Linked DNA regions of Rattus norvegicus: region 1 is linked to region 2. Evidence: chromatin contacts called from public Hi-C data. All regions are on one chromosome and are shown on one strand. The core of a region is the stretch at or near the end of the contact, and the rest is flanking DNA. Distances in the headings are between cores, read along the strand shown.

Region 1 (3,269 bases), core at 156-2,655, 310 kb before region 2:
CCAAGATACTGACAGAACACAAGTATATCTGGGGGATTAAATCAAGGGGGAAAGTAAGATATATACATATATAATGAAATGATTCATCAAAAATTAAATCCTACTATTTGCAATATGAATAGATATGAAGAACATTTTGCCAAGTAAATAAGACAGGAACAGAAAAACAATACTGTATGACCTCACATGCATGTAGAATTTTTCAAAAGTCAAGGACCAGCAAGATGGCCTGTGGGGTAAACACACAGGTCACAGAAGCCTGATAACTGAAATTTATTCTCAGACTCCACATAAAAGTGGGAAAACACTGAACTCCACAAAGTTGTCCTCTGACTACTAGGCCATATGTATGCCCCACATGAACAAGACTCAAACATGCATACACACACACACACACACACACACACACACACACACACACACGTGAGCACGCCTAAGCAAAGTATTTTCTATGCGAATTAGACAGGTGATTCAGAACTTAAATGATCCTGGCTACTTTGAGCCTGTTGATCTGCCATCTGAGAATTCCCCACCACTGATGTGCTTGTATGAGGTCTAGTACATTCTTGAGAACAGAAAGAAGAAAGAGAGAGTGTGGAAGGACAAACTGGCATGTCCTAACCATAAGTTTACGGTGTTTTGGATGAGCGGCTCCAGGGTTAATACTTCTAGTTACAGTGTCTTGTTCTCTGTTGCCCTGAACACATTTGGGAACAGACCTTCTCCAGACTTACCTTTCTCAGCTTATCTTACATTGACTTCATACTAGTTTTCTAAGCCCAGTAAAGAAGGAACCTTATTTTCTAATCAATAAGGACATATGTTAGGATGTTTCAGCATGGTCTCTATCTGCCCCAAGTCCTTATCATTTGTCCTCTGTAGACAAACTGTTCTTCAAACAGCTTCTGCCACTGTCTAGGTACTCTCCTCTTCTAGATGCTTCCTTCCAGCCTAATTGGCATGTGCCTCCAACAGACTGCCATAGGCCTCTGCTTTGATTTCAACAGGAATTCTATCATTAGAACCATCATAGTATAGTACTTGCCTCCTACTCAAACCGGACTGTATATATATCTCTCCAGTTTAGCAACTGTAGGAATGACTAAGAAAAATGCCCTCTTGAGAGCCTTCACTTGCCAGGAGGTCTGATATCTGCCATTAAAGAAGACCCAGGCCTCTTAGTTATTTGTTTAAGGTCTTTTTTTTTAACATACCAGAGTTTCTCCAATAAACATACCCAATAAAATAGAGTTAGGGATTGTTCATAATGTTCATTATGTGTGAACTTGCAGTCATGTCGCAGGCTTTCTGTTTTACTGATCTGTCAACTCCTCCACCCTCCAAGGTCCCCACCCATGTATGCTCCTTTAGGCTGGAAGACAGCTCACCTTGACCTGGGCCCTTGGCTGGTTCCCACCATTGATCCTTCAGGTCACAGAGCCAGCTGGACTCCCGACTCCCTGCAAACTTTTATTAATCAGCTAATATGCAACTAATGACAACCCTGAAACTCACCAGTTGCTACAGTTTCCTTAATTCTCTCTAAAATTGGGCTTTCTACCCCCTTGTTAAAGCAGATGTCCTTTCATTGTAACTTCCAAATAATCCTACAATAAATCTGCAGCGTTTCTGCACATGTGCTCAGCTTTTTAGGTCACCGTCCTCAGAGCTGAGCCGATGTAAAAGGAGCCAGGAGAGCTTTTCTTGATCTTCTAGTGGTGTGTGTTACACCATCTCCAACATCGATAGAGAAAATCCAACCAACCAGGTGTTCCCCTGCCTCTGCTTTATCTCAGAATCCCTTACCATTACCCCTCATGTCCTTAGAGAAGGGCCCCGCCTCTCCATGTTTTCAGTGGGACTAACCTGATCTGCCTATCTACGGAGTTCATTACAGTAGCACAGAATCAGAGTTACTGGAGAGACTCAGCAGATCCTGAATTTTTAACAAGCGTAAGAAGCCTCCAGGGCATCTACAGTACACCTGAAAGTGGACCAAGCCGGGACTGGGGCAGAAATGGAAAAGCTACCTTTATTCCTTGCTTCCAGTGTACCATGATACAAAGATTATCACCTTCTAAGTGTTCTGTGAAATGCAGAAATCCCCAGGGTTCCCTAGATAATCACTGGATTAGTGCTCCTTAGGAGATAAGTGATCAGTTTACATGTGCTCACTCCTTTGTAAGAATTGGGATGCTAAACTCTAAAATAACACATGGATTGAAAGCATACTTTATTATCCTGAAGCAAGAGTCGTAAGCAACATAAAGCTAGAAGATAAAAATTAAAAATAATCAATACAATCTCCTAAATACAGCATAAAGAAAAATGGAAATGTAACTGAAATTCTATGACTCTTCATGTTAGTGAAACACTATTTGTCAAAGGGAAAATCCACCCTGAAAGCAAGGCAGGAGTCAAGAGAGATAAGTACATTAACAGGTGACTCTGTAACCTCACCACTGCCTGGTGAGGAACGATAGTTCACCATCCTGACCCAACTCTTAATACATCTCCAAAGTCAAAGTCAAGATCCTAACCTGCCCTTGATGGGTAAGGCAGTTGCTGTCTAAGAAAACCTGTGTTAAAGGTCATTCAGAAAGTTTTTATATACTATACTCAAAGCACAAGTAATTAGAAACATACTGTTCCCACATCACGTGAATGTTCCCCACACTAAAAACAACACAGCACATGAAACAACTTTTTCCAGTATTATCCCATCCACCCTCATAGGACTCTAGAAGTCTTGGCCTCCACAAATTAGAGGTTGGCAAAGCAGATCCACACATATGGCCCTCACTTCTATACAGTTTGGGAGAAAGGGAGTTCGTGAAGAGAAAGGACAGCACCCCATGTGCCTTGGAGCCTTGGAAGCCTCAAGTATTCACTGGATTTAAGAAAATCTATGATGGGATACAACTCTGGATTGCAACATGTGACTTCCTTGAAATCACAAACACAAACATGAGCGCAAGCTAAGATTTTAATGCTGGGCCCTAAGGCCAAGTGCCCACTGGTAGGAGGAATAGGATGAGTGCACACTAGAGGGCGGTTGGTGGGGGCCTGGCAGCAGAGCACGGCTGAGCGCCGGTCTCCACCTTATCACCAGGAGCGTCAGGATTGTGTGGTTCCATGAAGCTTCCTCAATTCTAACAGCTAGGCTTTCCCTTACACAAGTGGATCATTCACAGCATAAACTAAAGATACCAGTATGTCATCTCTGATTTGCAAAGTAAAAGTGGGAAGATACATAAAAGGAAAAGGCA
Region 2 (3,502 bases), core at 652-3,151:
GACAAAAATTCATAGCCATGCTATAAGATGGTAGGAACATGCAATTACAGTATACGATGTGGAATAATATGACCTACTGTGTTTGAATATTACATGCCAGAAACGGTTCTAAACACTTTGTGCAAAGAGCCTCTATCCATTCAATAGTCTTTGGCACGCAGTAAATATTCAAACATATTAGAGCCAGCCATGCACTGAGCACTTTGCATGCAGTATCTCACTTAAGGCTCACTAGAGAACCAAGCAGCCAGGCACGGCTGCTATCCTGAATGGGAAACTGTAAGGCTAATGTAAGGGGGTGGGGGTGGGGAGTTGTTATCGAGAAGGGCTTGTCAGGACTTGGAGACAGAATGAGTAGGGAGGAGGGCACCCAATGATAGCATCAGTGTCCCATGGGCTTATGAGGTGGCTGATGGCCCACTTGTACAGCTTCTTAGCTTCCAGGGAGTGTGAGGACACCTGCTGAGCAGATACTGCTGCTAGGCAGAGGACAAACCATTCTAAAGCACCTCATCTGGCCACCTGATTCAGTGCTGTGGAGAGAAAGCTTTAAGCCAGGAATCCTTGCCTGAGTGTATCACAAGCACCATTCCTAAATGGCTAAGTCTTGTTTCCTCAGAGTGGAGGGTGTAACTCCTGCCTGTAATGTTTTCCAACTTAAGAGTTTTTCTGGAGGAGTTAGGGGAGGGACTGAAGGAGCTGAAGGGGCCTTATCTGGCATCAATAGGAGCCTGTGAAGGCTCAATGCCCCAGTGTAGAGGAATGCTAGGGTGGTGAGGCTGGAGTGGGTAGGTGGGTAGGTGGGTAGGGGAACACCTTCATAGAAGCAGGGTAAGGGGGCATGCAATAGGGGATTTGCAGAGGGGAAACCAGGAAGGAAGATAGTATTTTAAATGTAAATAAATAAAATGTCTAATTTTAAAAAGTTTTCTGTGGTTGCGAAAGCCTACGGTAAACAACGTTTGGGTTCAGCACGTCAGGCTCCTAAATCGATTGGATAGGGTGTATAAAGTCACACCATGTTTCTTGTTTATAACAGTGCTCTCCAATCTCCCCAGTCTGAACTCCTGTGTCATCCCTCCCCACCCCCACTCATACACACCCCCAGCCCTGTTTTCTTCCACACATGCCCAAGGTTCCTCGCCTGTGGAAAAGGCTGTTCCACTTTTCCACTCTGTTCAGCTTTCTCCCCTCCCAGATAAGCTTAGGCTTCAGCAGTGCCCTGTGCCACCCTGGTCCTGATCACAGGGAACTTCTACCTTTTTTCCCCTCAGGTTTCTCTCCCTGGCTGCCCCTTTCCCTAGAGCCTGCAACATTCCAGTCTTTCTCTTCCTTGAACATGCCTTAAGCCACACCTGGAGTAACAAATGCTTCAGAGTTTGATAATTTACTTAATGTCAACAAAAGAGAAGGAAAAAGTAAGCTGTAGAAACGCAGTCACAGAACTGCAGCCAACTTGGCTGCAGGACCCAGGTTCCCAGATGGACCCTGCCTGCCTGCCATTGCAGGCTCCACCTAACAAGTCAAGTGTGGACAATTGTAATTAGTAAGTCCCACAGACCCCCCCTGAGGTGTCAGGGCAAACTACCCCAGACTGTAGACAGCACTCTAGATTAGCCAAGGACTAGTGGCCTTGCTGTCACTGGACCAAGGCAGCCAAGCCTTGCCTACTGGCCCTGGAGCGCCTCCAGCACCCGGGAGGGGCCTTGAGGGAGCGCCCAGTCAGTCACCCCAGCATGTGGGCGCGGCGGGGCGGGCCAGGGCTGTGATCTGGACGCCGAGTGTCCTTCTGGGCCCGAGTGTTTGTCCAGACAGCCCGCGCGGCTGGGTCTCTGCGCGGCTGGGTCTCTCTGCTTGTCCTCCCTTCTCTTCCTGGAGTTGCTGTAGGCAATCTGGAGGTGGCGGCGGGTGCTTGGACCACCTTGCCCCGGGTCCTGAGCAGGTAGGTGACCGGGTCGGGTAAAACGCTGGAGCATAGAGCCAGGCAGAAGGGTGAGCGAGGAGTGGGAACCAGGAGATGCGTCTCTAGAGCGAAGGGTGAAGCACAGAGGACAGGGAGAGGAAGAGACCCTGGTTCCCGCGGCCAGGCTGCTCACCTGTCCCTCCGGTCCCTCCTCCACGGCGCTCAGGGCGAGCTCAGGTGCCCAGAGGAACAGACCACAACGGCTGCGGGTGTCCGATGTCTCGTGTAGGGTGTCCAGTGTCTGCAGCCGGGTCCAGGTGAGTGGCGGCCCCAAGAACAGAGGGCTTGTGATCATTATACTAAGAGTCTCCAGAGGGAGGAGAATCGGAGGCGACTTGGAGTCTTTCAGGAAAGTTGTCCCGTCCGGGCTGTGCATGCACACGCGGCGAGTGCTAACTGGCCTGGGGCAGGTGCACAGCGGGGGCCACCTGCGAGGGTCTGAGCCACGAAGAGGGTGCTGGGTGTCGGCTACAGTACCCACAAATCAGCGGAGGTCCAATCACTGGGCAGTGCCATGTGGTCTCCTGGCCCGGAGACCTTCCAGACAAGAGTCCTGAAACCGGTTTCAGCACAAGCAGAACTCCATTAGTAAGTTCCCCGCGCTCCCGCGGGCGCCCTCACGTGGTACAGAGAGCAGCGGGCTCGTCGTCTCTCTGTGGTTCTGGGTCAAGGCTCAATCTAGAATCAGCCTAGCCAGAATTTTCCTCAACAAAAGTGAGCCATTACCAACCGTTCCTGCCTTAAGGGGTTCATGGGCCCTAGGTGGAGGCACTCAGTGTTTATAGGTTTTCTCAATGTCTCTCTTTGCTATGGTCCCAGAGAAGCAGGGATGACAGCCTCTTGCTTGTGTAAAGAAACAATGTATTTATAATTTTTCTTATTTAATAATAAGTGGAAGAAATACTTAGGCGAAGATTTAGCACAAATAGGCTTTTCTAGGAATATCTATCTATGAAATACTTCAATCTTGAGAGTATTTACAAAACTTCCAGCTCCTCTCACCACTTGCAATTCATTTTGTTTCCAAAATCATCATGTAAATTAATAAGAAAAATATTGAGCAATTCAAAGCCTGACAACAGAGAACGCAAACTAAGTTCTTACCTTTAGGGATATATGTACTGTAAATACAGAAATATTTTAATGAAGGTAGTTGTACCCAGAGTTTAATTATTATCATTATTGTTATTATTTATTAGGCTCTGTATTAATTAAAAACAATTGTGAGGAAAAGTGGAAAGTGTGAAAGTCAGACAAGATCTACAGGTATCCTGAGAACTTAACTAAATTTTGGACTCTTCAGAAATTTTTAGAGTGAGTGACAGGTATGGGCTTGTTCCCTGCTAGTTGTCTTTTTCAAGAAAAATGCCACAGGAGAGGAAAAACAAGTTAACTGGGCTGTACTCTGTGTTGGACCACGAGTGACTGCACTCAGTATGAGACCCACACATCACCAAACAGTGATTGTCCGGTAACGTGAAAGTAGGAAAACCCCTGGCAGGTTCACTTCCTCCTTTTCATTTCCTGTACTTGTCTCAA

Evidence for each region. A called contact is a pair of places that touch in the nucleus more often than the background predicts.
Region 1: a contact with region 2 is called in a Hi-C map of liver, with 8 times the contacts expected there. The contact joins the enhancer-like site here to the promoter of Sh2d4a in region 2. A contact is called at or near these places in 2 of 12 Hi-C or Micro-C datasets (kidney and liver).

Annotation. Positions count from the first base shown.
Region 1 is chr16:26,479,542-26,482,810 of GRCr8, reverse strand. The region is part of intron 2 of Psd3 (pleckstrin and Sec7 domain containing 3); the gene reads right to left. Among named protein-coding and RNA genes, the nearest start is that of Psd3, 75 kb to the right of the region's middle. Within about 2 kb of position 1,405, at least 1 of the 93 cell types and tissues checked has an H3K27ac peak or open chromatin away from gene starts, as enhancers often do. A contact at or near this core is called in liver, where this site is marked.
Region 2 is chr16:26,174,373-26,177,874 of GRCr8, reverse strand. It overlaps Sh2d4a (SH2 domain containing 4A), which reads left to right and starts at 1,901. Exons shown (of 9, transcript NM_001012048.1): 1 at 1,901-1,942.